Regions from separate parts of the Sus scrofa genome. Here region 2 is linked to region 1. Evidence: chromatin contacts called from public promoter capture Hi-C data. All regions are on one chromosome and are shown on one strand. The core of a region is the stretch at or near the end of the contact, and the rest is flanking DNA. Distances in the headings are between cores, read along the strand shown.

Region 1 (4,489 bases), core at 1,118-3,617:
CGCGGGAGGGTTACCTGGAGGCCAGTGGGCCAAGGAGGCTTCCTAAGCGGAAAACTGAAAGAGGGGCGAGGTGAAAGGAACAAATAATACATTTCGCGGCGGGCGCAGCCCTGGTCCTTTTGCCGGACCTGATCCAGCGACACTGAGCAGCGGCTCAGCGGCAGGACCCAGACCCACGCTTCCTCCTCCCCACTCTCCGGTAGACCCCAAAGGCAGGAGCCCCAAAAGGAGGTGACCAAGCAGCATTCCCACTCTCAAGCGGTAGGTTCTTGTCCCTCACTCCAAAGGGCCCAAGCCTGATCAGATCCCAAGCTCCCACCACACGATTCCGCGTTCCCTCCACACAGACCCTCGGGACTTCCCAGATCCCACATCTTCGTCCTTCCTGGACCCCAGGCTCCATTCCCTACGATCACAGACAGGGGTCCGTTACCTGCAGAGCGGCTCGACAACCCTGCAGGTAGTCTTCCATGGTGAAGCCCAAGGTGTGCCGCCGCCCCTCTCCGCGGAGAGGTTAACCAGTAAATGCGCCCCGCCCCGGACTCAGGGGCTTGAGGCGAGAGTCAGGAGGCGGGACTCGAACCCGCCATAAAGCCATTCGGCCGGGACCCCAGGAGGAAGTGCGTAAGCGGGCGCCCACGGAATCCGACGTCGCCCCGCCCCCAGAGACAGAAGCCGAGTTCTGCGCCCAGAGACTCACGGGAAGCGCGAAGCGGGTGGTGGTGGTGCAAGGCGTCCTGGGAAATGTAGTCCCAAAACTCCAAAACGGCCCTAAGAATTGAGGGAAGGAGAATTTTCTGAGATCGCTTATTTGACACACAAGTGTAAATGCGTCACATAAACTTTGTGGCATCTGAATTTTCCCTCTTGAGTCAGATTAAGTATAGCATCTTTCTATCTATATATTACACTGACCATCTGGTTGACATTTTAAATCACACTGGGCAAAAACGGCTTTTCAACTTTCTCGAATTCTCTACTTTAACAAACGGTCCCATTGCAATCACAATTTTGTGATTATCCATGTTATAAAAATATTGGAATATGAAAACATCGTAATAATCTTTGGCCTCTCTTCTTAATTCCTACAGCCTCTTGCCAACTCCAGTTGCTGCCATTACAACTCTATAGCCTCTTTTTTTCTATAGCGTCAGCAAATTCTCTTTCTTTTTCCGGACTGTTGTAACTTGGGTTTCTGCTCACCTGCCTCCCTAATTGTTCCAAATGCCCCTGCAGCCTTCAGAGTTGTTTGAAGTTTCATCCTGGAGCAGCCATGTAAGTAGAGCTTGGGGGAACCTTTCAGAATGTAGAGTTGGGTTCCAACCACATTTAACTACCACCTTCCAGCCCCAGGGTAGTGCAGAATACTGCAGAAAATGTGCTTTTTTTTTTTTTTTTTTGTCTTTTTGCCTTTTCTAGGGCCGCTTCCTGTGGCATATGGAAGTTCCCAGGCTAGGGGTCTAATCGGAGCTGTAGTCGCCGGCCTACGCCAGAGCCACAGCAACATGGGATCTGAGCCTTGTCTGTGACCTACACCACAGCTTAACCCACTGATCAAGGCCAGGGATCGAACCCGCAACCTCATGATTCCTAGTCGGATTCGTTAACCACTGTGCCACAATGGGAACTCCGTGATAAATGTACTCTTTTCATCAAATGTTCCCTCATTTATTAATGAATCCCTTTGTTTCCTACCACCAACCTCACACCAGTTTTTCCTGCTCCCCAAGCTCGGAATTGAGAGGAGGTGATAGATGAGAAGCTGAGGCCTGTGGTGGGAACAAGGACCGGAGCAGAGGGATATTGAAGCTCCTGCTTGCTCAGCTAGTTTTCTCCCTGCTTCACTCTTCCCAGAGCCTGGGGCTTCTTACACACCCTCTCTGCACTACCAGGGGCATAGCCCAACTGGTTTCTAGACTAAAAAAGTGAGCAAATACGTGTATGTGTTACTGGGTCACCTTGCTGTGCAGCAGAAAATTGACAGAACACTGTAAATCAGCTATAATGGAAAAAATAAAAATCATTATTAACTATAAAAAAAAAAAGTGAGGGAGTTTCTGTTGCGGTGCGGCGGAAACGAATCCGACTAGGGACCATGAGGTTGCGGGTTCGATCCCTGGCCTTGCTCCGTGGGTTAAGGATCCTGGCATTGCCGTAGGCTGTGGTGTAGGTGGCAGATGCAGCTCAGATCCTTTGTTGCTGATCTGATTAGATCCCAGCCTGGGAACTTCCATGTGCCGCAGGTGCGGCCCTAAAAAACAAAAAACAAACAAAAAAGAGATATAGTAAGGATTTTGAAAGGATAAGGATTTTTCACTTTAAATGAGTAATTATGCTAATATCACGCTGTCTGGCCTGCCTCTGTGGATCCAGAGCAAAGGACTTTTGTACCTAGAGAGAAAGCCCAGATCCAACAAGCTGCTGCTGTCCGGCCCTGCTCCTCCTCCCCACTCAGCAAGGGCCCTTGCTTTTCCCTCTTCTCACCAGAGAGGCACAAGCGCTCCGTCCCTTCCAGCGGCAGGCGGAGGGAGGAGAAAGGGTCTGTTGTTTTTCTCTCCTGTTTCTCTCTCTCTCACTGCTGATCACCAAGCTGCTGACCAGGTCAGAAAGCCCTAATGGAAATCCTCCAGTGCTGGCCTGGCTCCTCCTCCTCCCAGAAGCTTGTCCTTGACTGATTTTTCTTTGTCCCGACGGGAAAGAGAGAGAGAGAGAGAGAGAAAGAAGAAAAAAGAAAACCCACAAACTTCCTTTGAAAACCAGCTCGCTAGACTGGGCCTGGAGCGCACGCCCTAGACTCGGCGACTCAGAAATCCTGGAGACGCTCTGAGCGACCTGGGAGTACCTGGGCTGCACTCCTGCCGGTCTCCACCCTCTTCCAGTGCCCCCGGCCGGCCGTGGGCGTGAGTCCGGAAGTGGCCACCATCCGGCCAAGACTGCTGCGCACAAACCCGTGTAAACCTGTGCGAGCTCTGGCTTTGACAGCTGGAAGGCAGCTGGGAGTGTGGTGGCGCCCCTCACTGCACCCACCTGCCCCATCGTATTGCCAGAGCTGCACCCTCCTTCTGTGTCCTGGAACAGCACCCACTTCTTTAAGGTAAAAACTTTGAACCATTTCCTTCACCTCTTCTCCTAATCCCCAGTCCTCTGTTTCCTCTTTAGCCCTGGGGAGGTGACACTGACTGTTCTTCCACGTTGGGTCTCTACACGTTTAGATTTTGAGAGGCGTTCAGGCAGAAGGAATATGTAAAAGACGCTGCTTGGGTCCCTGTATTTCTTCCTTTTAATGACACCTTCCCCCTCTCCCTTGCTAGCACGTAGACAAGGCACCGTCGTTGACTTAACTCTGAGGAGAACTTCTAAACCATTAGTTCTGTGACGATTTGCATCAGAGCGAGAAAGAGATTAGAGGGGGACAGTAAAGCACTTGAGGGGAGAGTAAAGTTCCTAGGGAGTGCGGGTGGGGGGCGTCTTGTGGAAGCTGGGTACCAGTTGTATATGCTTCTTCCAACTTTTGGCTACTTACTGCCGCTGGCTAGGGGTGGGTCTGGGCTGCTTTACCTCTCACTCACCACCAGAGGATAATTCCAGCTGGAGAAAATGTGTTGGATTTAAGAGGAAAAAGAAAGAGAAATCCTGATTTGTTTGAGTACCTGTGCTCCCTCATTCTCTCCTGCTCTGAAGGAGCACCAGGCAGGTACCTTGAAGAGGAGAAATTCTCCATCACGCTTCCTGCCTCTATTCTGAAGACTTAGCCCATCCAACTTTGCCCAGTTTCTCTGAGACCCAGCTTCCTCCGGTGTCCAGCTCCTGGGTTCTTTTGGTTTACCTGTCTGGCCAGCTAGCTGCCCAGCCCCCACTTAATTATTGATCTTTTCTTTTCTTCCCTGTTTTTCTCTAAGCTTTAAAAAAAGTGTTCCCAGGCTCTTGTTTCTGCTTCCCAGGCTCATCCTAAGTGTCATTTGGGAAAGGAGGAAAAAGAAGACAGAGAGAGAAAAAAAAAAGTGTCAGGCCTGCAGGCAATTTTTGCTATACTCTGATTCTTCTAAATTAACAACATGTAAATGAGATGCAGATAGCATAAATTATATTTGAATCAGGAGGATGATCAATTTGGGTGACTAGGCTTATTTTGGTGACTTTTATATTCTTCAGCTTCACTTCCCAGGCTTTACCCTAGCCCTAAATTCCTGCCAGATTGCAAGGGATTGCAAGAGGAAGCATAGTCTCAGGTTAGGAGGAAGCAAGAGAAAAGATTTCTAGCAAGTTTAATTTCTCCCTTTTTCTCACCCAATCAAGGGGGAAAGGGGAGCAAGGAAGTTGCAGGGAGATATTTTCCAGGGGGCAGGGCTTTGTGGCCTTTTATCATTTACTATCCATGGTGTTAATGAAATGTCTATGCTTAGTGCTGGTAAAGAGCAGGTTAAACAGGTCCAAGGGCTGACATCTAAAATGACCCAGATGGAGTTCCCGTCGTGGCGCAGTGGTTAAC
Region 2 (4,489 bases), core at 814-3,313, 550 kb after region 1:
GTACTCAGATATTTTTCTCTTATGTTCTACAGGGCCTCTGTCATAAATATTCTCTCAGTTCAGAAAAGATTACTTTCATTTTGGATGTACTCTCTTTCCACTTCTATTTTTCTCCTGTTTAGCTTAACAGAGAAAACACCATCATAAAAGACTCTCTAGAACAATCTTTAAATGCAAATTAATACGATTCTTCTTCTTCCTTTTTTTTTTTTTTTTTTGCTACTGTACGTTCTGGGGCCAGGGATGGAACGTGGACGACACAGAAGCATCTCAAGCTGCTGCAGTGACAACACTGGATTCTTAACCCACTGAGCTACAAAAGAACGCTTCAAGATGTTTTAAGATGGAGTTCCTGTCATAGGATAGTGGTTAACGAATCCGACTAGGAACCATGAGGTTGTGGGTTCGATCCCTGGCCATGCTCAGTGGGTTGAGGATCCGACGTTGCTGTGGCTCTGGCGTAGGCCGGCGGGTACAGCTCCGATTAGACCCCTAGCCTGGGAACCTCCATATGCAGCCCAAGAAATGGCAGAAAGAAGAAAAAAAAATTACACTGTACCTTTTAGGAGAAAAGATATCCAGAAAGAAGAAAAAAAAATTACACTGTACCTTTTAGGAGAAAAGATATCTTAAAACTTTTTTTGCCCCCCTTGGGCCGCTCCCACGGCATATGGAGGTTCCCAGGCTAGGGATCTAATCGGAGCTGTACCCGCCGGCCTACGCTAGAGCCACAGCAACGTGGGATCCGAGCCGAGTCTGCGACCTACACCACAGCTCACGGCAACGCCGGATCCTCAACCCACTGAGCAAGGCCAGGGATCGAACCCACAACCTCATGGTTCCTAGTCGGATTCGTTAACCACTGAGCCACGACAAGAACTCCGGTACAGTCTAATTAACTTCTGCATTCTTGGTAGGTTTATCCTCTATAAGACCTGTTGCTAAACAGTGTATTTAATTTTGGTATAACCATATGAAGCTAGTGAAGTCATGAAACTAGGAGTAAAAGATTTTGTGTCTTACTGACATGTTATATAATAAATCTATGATGGCTCTATTTACCCATCATGAGACAGCACTATAGCTTATCAATTTCAACATGCTAACTGTTCAATGCTCAAAAGAAGGGTATTCAGACAACATAGGGAGTGAAGAAAGAGCTCTTCCATTTACTAACCTTCTGTCAAGCAATTCCTCTGAGCCTCAGTTCATTCATCTTACAAAAGGAGGACAACTGCCATAGCTATCTGGCACTTAATTCATTCAGTAAGTATTTACTGCACAACAACTAAGTGTTAATGTAGTGGGATACTGCCAAGGATACATACAACAGTGAACAAAAGAGACAAGAATCCTCACCTTAGAGGGCTTATATTCCACTAGAACTGAATCATAGATTAGAAAGTTTAAGCCGTTTGAAAATCCAAAGCAATAAACGGGGTACCACTCTATAAACGAACCGTATGCCCAAGCACTATACTTATGTACTCAATTTCAACCCATTCCCTCCATAATATAACGTGCAGACTAAACAGTCAGTGGGCAAAAATCAAACTTCCAAATAGTAACTAGCTTTGTCATTAATCAGACGTTCAACAATAACTGCGTGGGGCGGGGTGGGGGTGGTTACGGTGTGGAGGGAGAGAGAGGAAGGCAGAATGATCTCAATGAGCAGGTAGCAGAATCTAATCTTCTGAAGGAATTCCTTACTTCGTGCTCTTCTTTGCTACAAGTCGAATTTCCTCCCTTAAACCCTATCCTTTGCTTTTTGCTCTCTCCATCTCTCTGACCGGACCCTTTCCCCACCTTGTTCTACCCAAACTCATCTCAGAGGTAGTCTCCTCACCCTGTCCCTTTCCCGCCCCCGCCCTTTTCCTCTCAACAATCTCATTCCAACCCGTTCTCGCACAGAACCTGGTTCTTTCCTCAGCCTCCTTTCTGTTGAACCTCCCGCCTCGGTCCTCCCTTTGGACTGAAACTTAGCCCCAGCCGCTAGGACCCGAGCATACCCTCTCTGGGCCCGGGGCCACTACTCACCTCACAAACTTCAGCCCCTGAGACGGAGCCCGAACGTTACACCGGAACCGGAAACCCTCCGACCGCCCTACGGCCTGCCGTCGCTACCGCCACGGCTGCTGCCTCGCCACGGTCCCACAACTTGTGACGAAAGAGGGCGGGGCCCCGGTTCGCGCAGCCGTAGTAGCTACTTTTCCGCGGCGGAGCGCATGCGTGGCGGAGCCGTAACGATTTCCCCCGGCAAGCTACTTGGCTCCTTCGGTTCCCCGTGCTAAACCTGTTAACTACATTAGCGCAAAATTAATGTTACCTGAAGCATAAATTGAGCTGCTTGTAGTATTCCCGTGGAGAATAAGTGCGCTAAGGCTATGGCTAGAACTAAAAGCAGAGCTTCTGCGTTTGGGCTAAACCTGGACTTTCTGGTAGGAAGTAAACTTCAGAGTAGTGATCGTTAGTATTAACCACTCTCTCCTTAGCCTTTGTCCTTAACAGTGGTGCCAAGAGACCCAGAAAACCGACTAGTGTGGGAGGAGTCTGAAGATAGTACCCTCTCACACACCTTTGTTTCTTTCTTCCATTCATTCGCAAAACAAATAATTGCTGGCAGTCTAGTACTTTTTAGGCCCCACCTGCAGCATATATAAATTCGGGTTAGGGGTTGAATCAGAGCTGCAGCTTCTGGCCTATGCCACAGCCACGCAGAATCAGAGCTAGGACTGTGACCTACACCACAGCTCAGGGCAACACTGGCTCCTTAATCCACTGGGCAAGGCCAGGGATGGAACCTGTGTTCTCATGGATACTAGTGGGGTTCTTTACTCGCTGAGCCAGGACAGGAATTCCTAATCAACCATTTTGGTCCTCAACTAATCCTTACCTAACAAGCACCTTTACTTCTTGCCAGCTCCAATTATAATTCTTTTCTTTTTTTTTCTTCCTTTTTACGGCCTAACTTGCAGAATACAGAAGTTGCTGGTCTAGAGGTTGAATCGGAGCTGCACCTGCTGGTCTGTGCCACAGCCACAGCCACACTGGATCTGAGCCGCACCTGTGTTCTACACTGCAGCTTGCTGCAACACTGGATCCTTAACCCACTGAGCAAGGCCAGTTTGATGTGGGATCAAACCCACATCCTCGTGGATACTAGTTCTTAACCCCAATTATAATTCCTCCAATTATAATTTTTAATAAACAACTTATTTAACTACCTGTAAGCTTGTAAGCCTCCCCAATTTTGTAGTCCAGCAGAACACGATTCAAGTGCTTCTTAAACCTGTGTCTCCCTCAGTAAAGAACTTATATAAAGCTAAACTCATGAAGTTCCCACTGTGGCCCAACAGGATCACAGCATCTCTGCAGTGTTGGGATGCAAGTTTGATCCCTGGCCTGGCACAGTGGGTTAAGGACCTGGTGTTAGGCTGCAGTTGGCCCAGGAACTCCATGGCTTTCCATATTACTTAGTGAAAAATGCCCTACACTCCATTACTTCTGTGATCTCACTTGTTTTTTGTTGTTGTTGTTGTACCCGAGGCATGTAGAAGTTCCTGGGTCAGGGATTGAACTCACAGCACAGCAGTGACAATACCGGATCCTTAACCACTAGGCCACGAGGGAACTCCTGTAATCTCATCTACTGCTCTTTCCTTTACTCATTCAGCTCCACAGCTACAGAATCCTGACCCCTTGTTGTTCCTTGAACATGCCAAGTATACAAGGCCTTTGCACTTGTTGCTTTCTGCCTGAATTACTTATCATTCAAATAGCTGCATGGTTGGTTCCCTCACTCCTTTGGATTTTTATTCAAAATCTTAGAGAAGCCTTTCCCAACCTCTCTACTTAATTTTGAAGGCTGCTTGTCATAGTTAATCAGACCAATTTTTTCTCTTTTTTTCTTTTTCCATAATACTTATCACAGTATTAGTCCTAGATAATTTACTTATTATATTTATTGCTTATCATCTGACTCTCTCTACTAGAATGTCAGCTCCATAAAGGCAGGAATTACTGTTCACTGATAGATCTTAAATGTCTGCAGTAGCACCTAGCACAGTTAAATATTTGTTGAATTAAAGAACCACATCTTTGGAGTTCCCGTGGTGGCTCAGTGGTAATGAACCCAACTACTGAGGATGCAGTTTCAACCCCTGGCCTCACTCAGTGGGTTAAGAATCTGGCACTGCCATGAGCTGTGTAGGTCACAGACACAGCTTAGATCTGGCATTGCTGTGGCTGTAGCATAGGCTGGCAGCTACAGCTCTGATTCAACCCCTTGCTGCATCTGCTGCTGCTGGCCTACACCACAGCCACAGCAACACCAGATCTGAGCTGCATCTGCCAACTGCAGGTTTGATCCCTGGCCTCACTCAGTGGGCCAAGGATCTGGTGTTGCCATGAGCTGTGGTGTGGATCACAGATGTGGCTCAGATCTGGCATTGCTGTGGCTGTGGTATAGACCAGCAGCTGCAGTTCTGAT

Evidence for each region. Promoter capture Hi-C pulls out the DNA fragments that hold promoters and counts their contacts.
Region 2: a promoter capture Hi-C map of liver shows a contact between it and region 1, with 4 times the contacts expected there. The contact joins the promoter of PRPF3 here to the promoter of MINDY1 in region 1. A contact is called at or near these places in 1 of 5 promoter capture datasets (liver), 1 of 47 Hi-C or Micro-C datasets (heart right ventricle) and 1 of 2 datasets of contacts at active chromatin or transcription factors (alveolar macrophages).

The regions. Positions count from the first base shown.
Region 1 is chr4:98,216,249-98,220,737 of Sscrofa11.1, forward strand. It overlaps MINDY1 (ubiquitin carboxyl-terminal hydrolase MINDY-1), which reads left to right and starts at 2,368. Exons shown (of 10, transcript XM_001929665.7): 1 at 2,368-3,094. It overlaps PRUNE1 (protein prune homolog), which reads right to left and starts at 2,614. Exons shown (of 9, transcript XM_013997183.2): 1 at 2,485-2,614; 2 at 701-771.
Region 2 is chr4:98,769,568-98,774,056 of Sscrofa11.1, forward strand. It overlaps PRPF3 (pre-mRNA processing factor 3), which reads right to left and starts at 2,064. Exons shown (of 16, transcript NM_001135965.1): 1 at 2,038-2,064. It overlaps LOC110260326 (a long non-coding RNA gene), which reads left to right and starts at 2,206. Exons shown (of 2, transcript XR_002343444.1): 1 at 2,206-2,438; 2 at 2,976-3,227.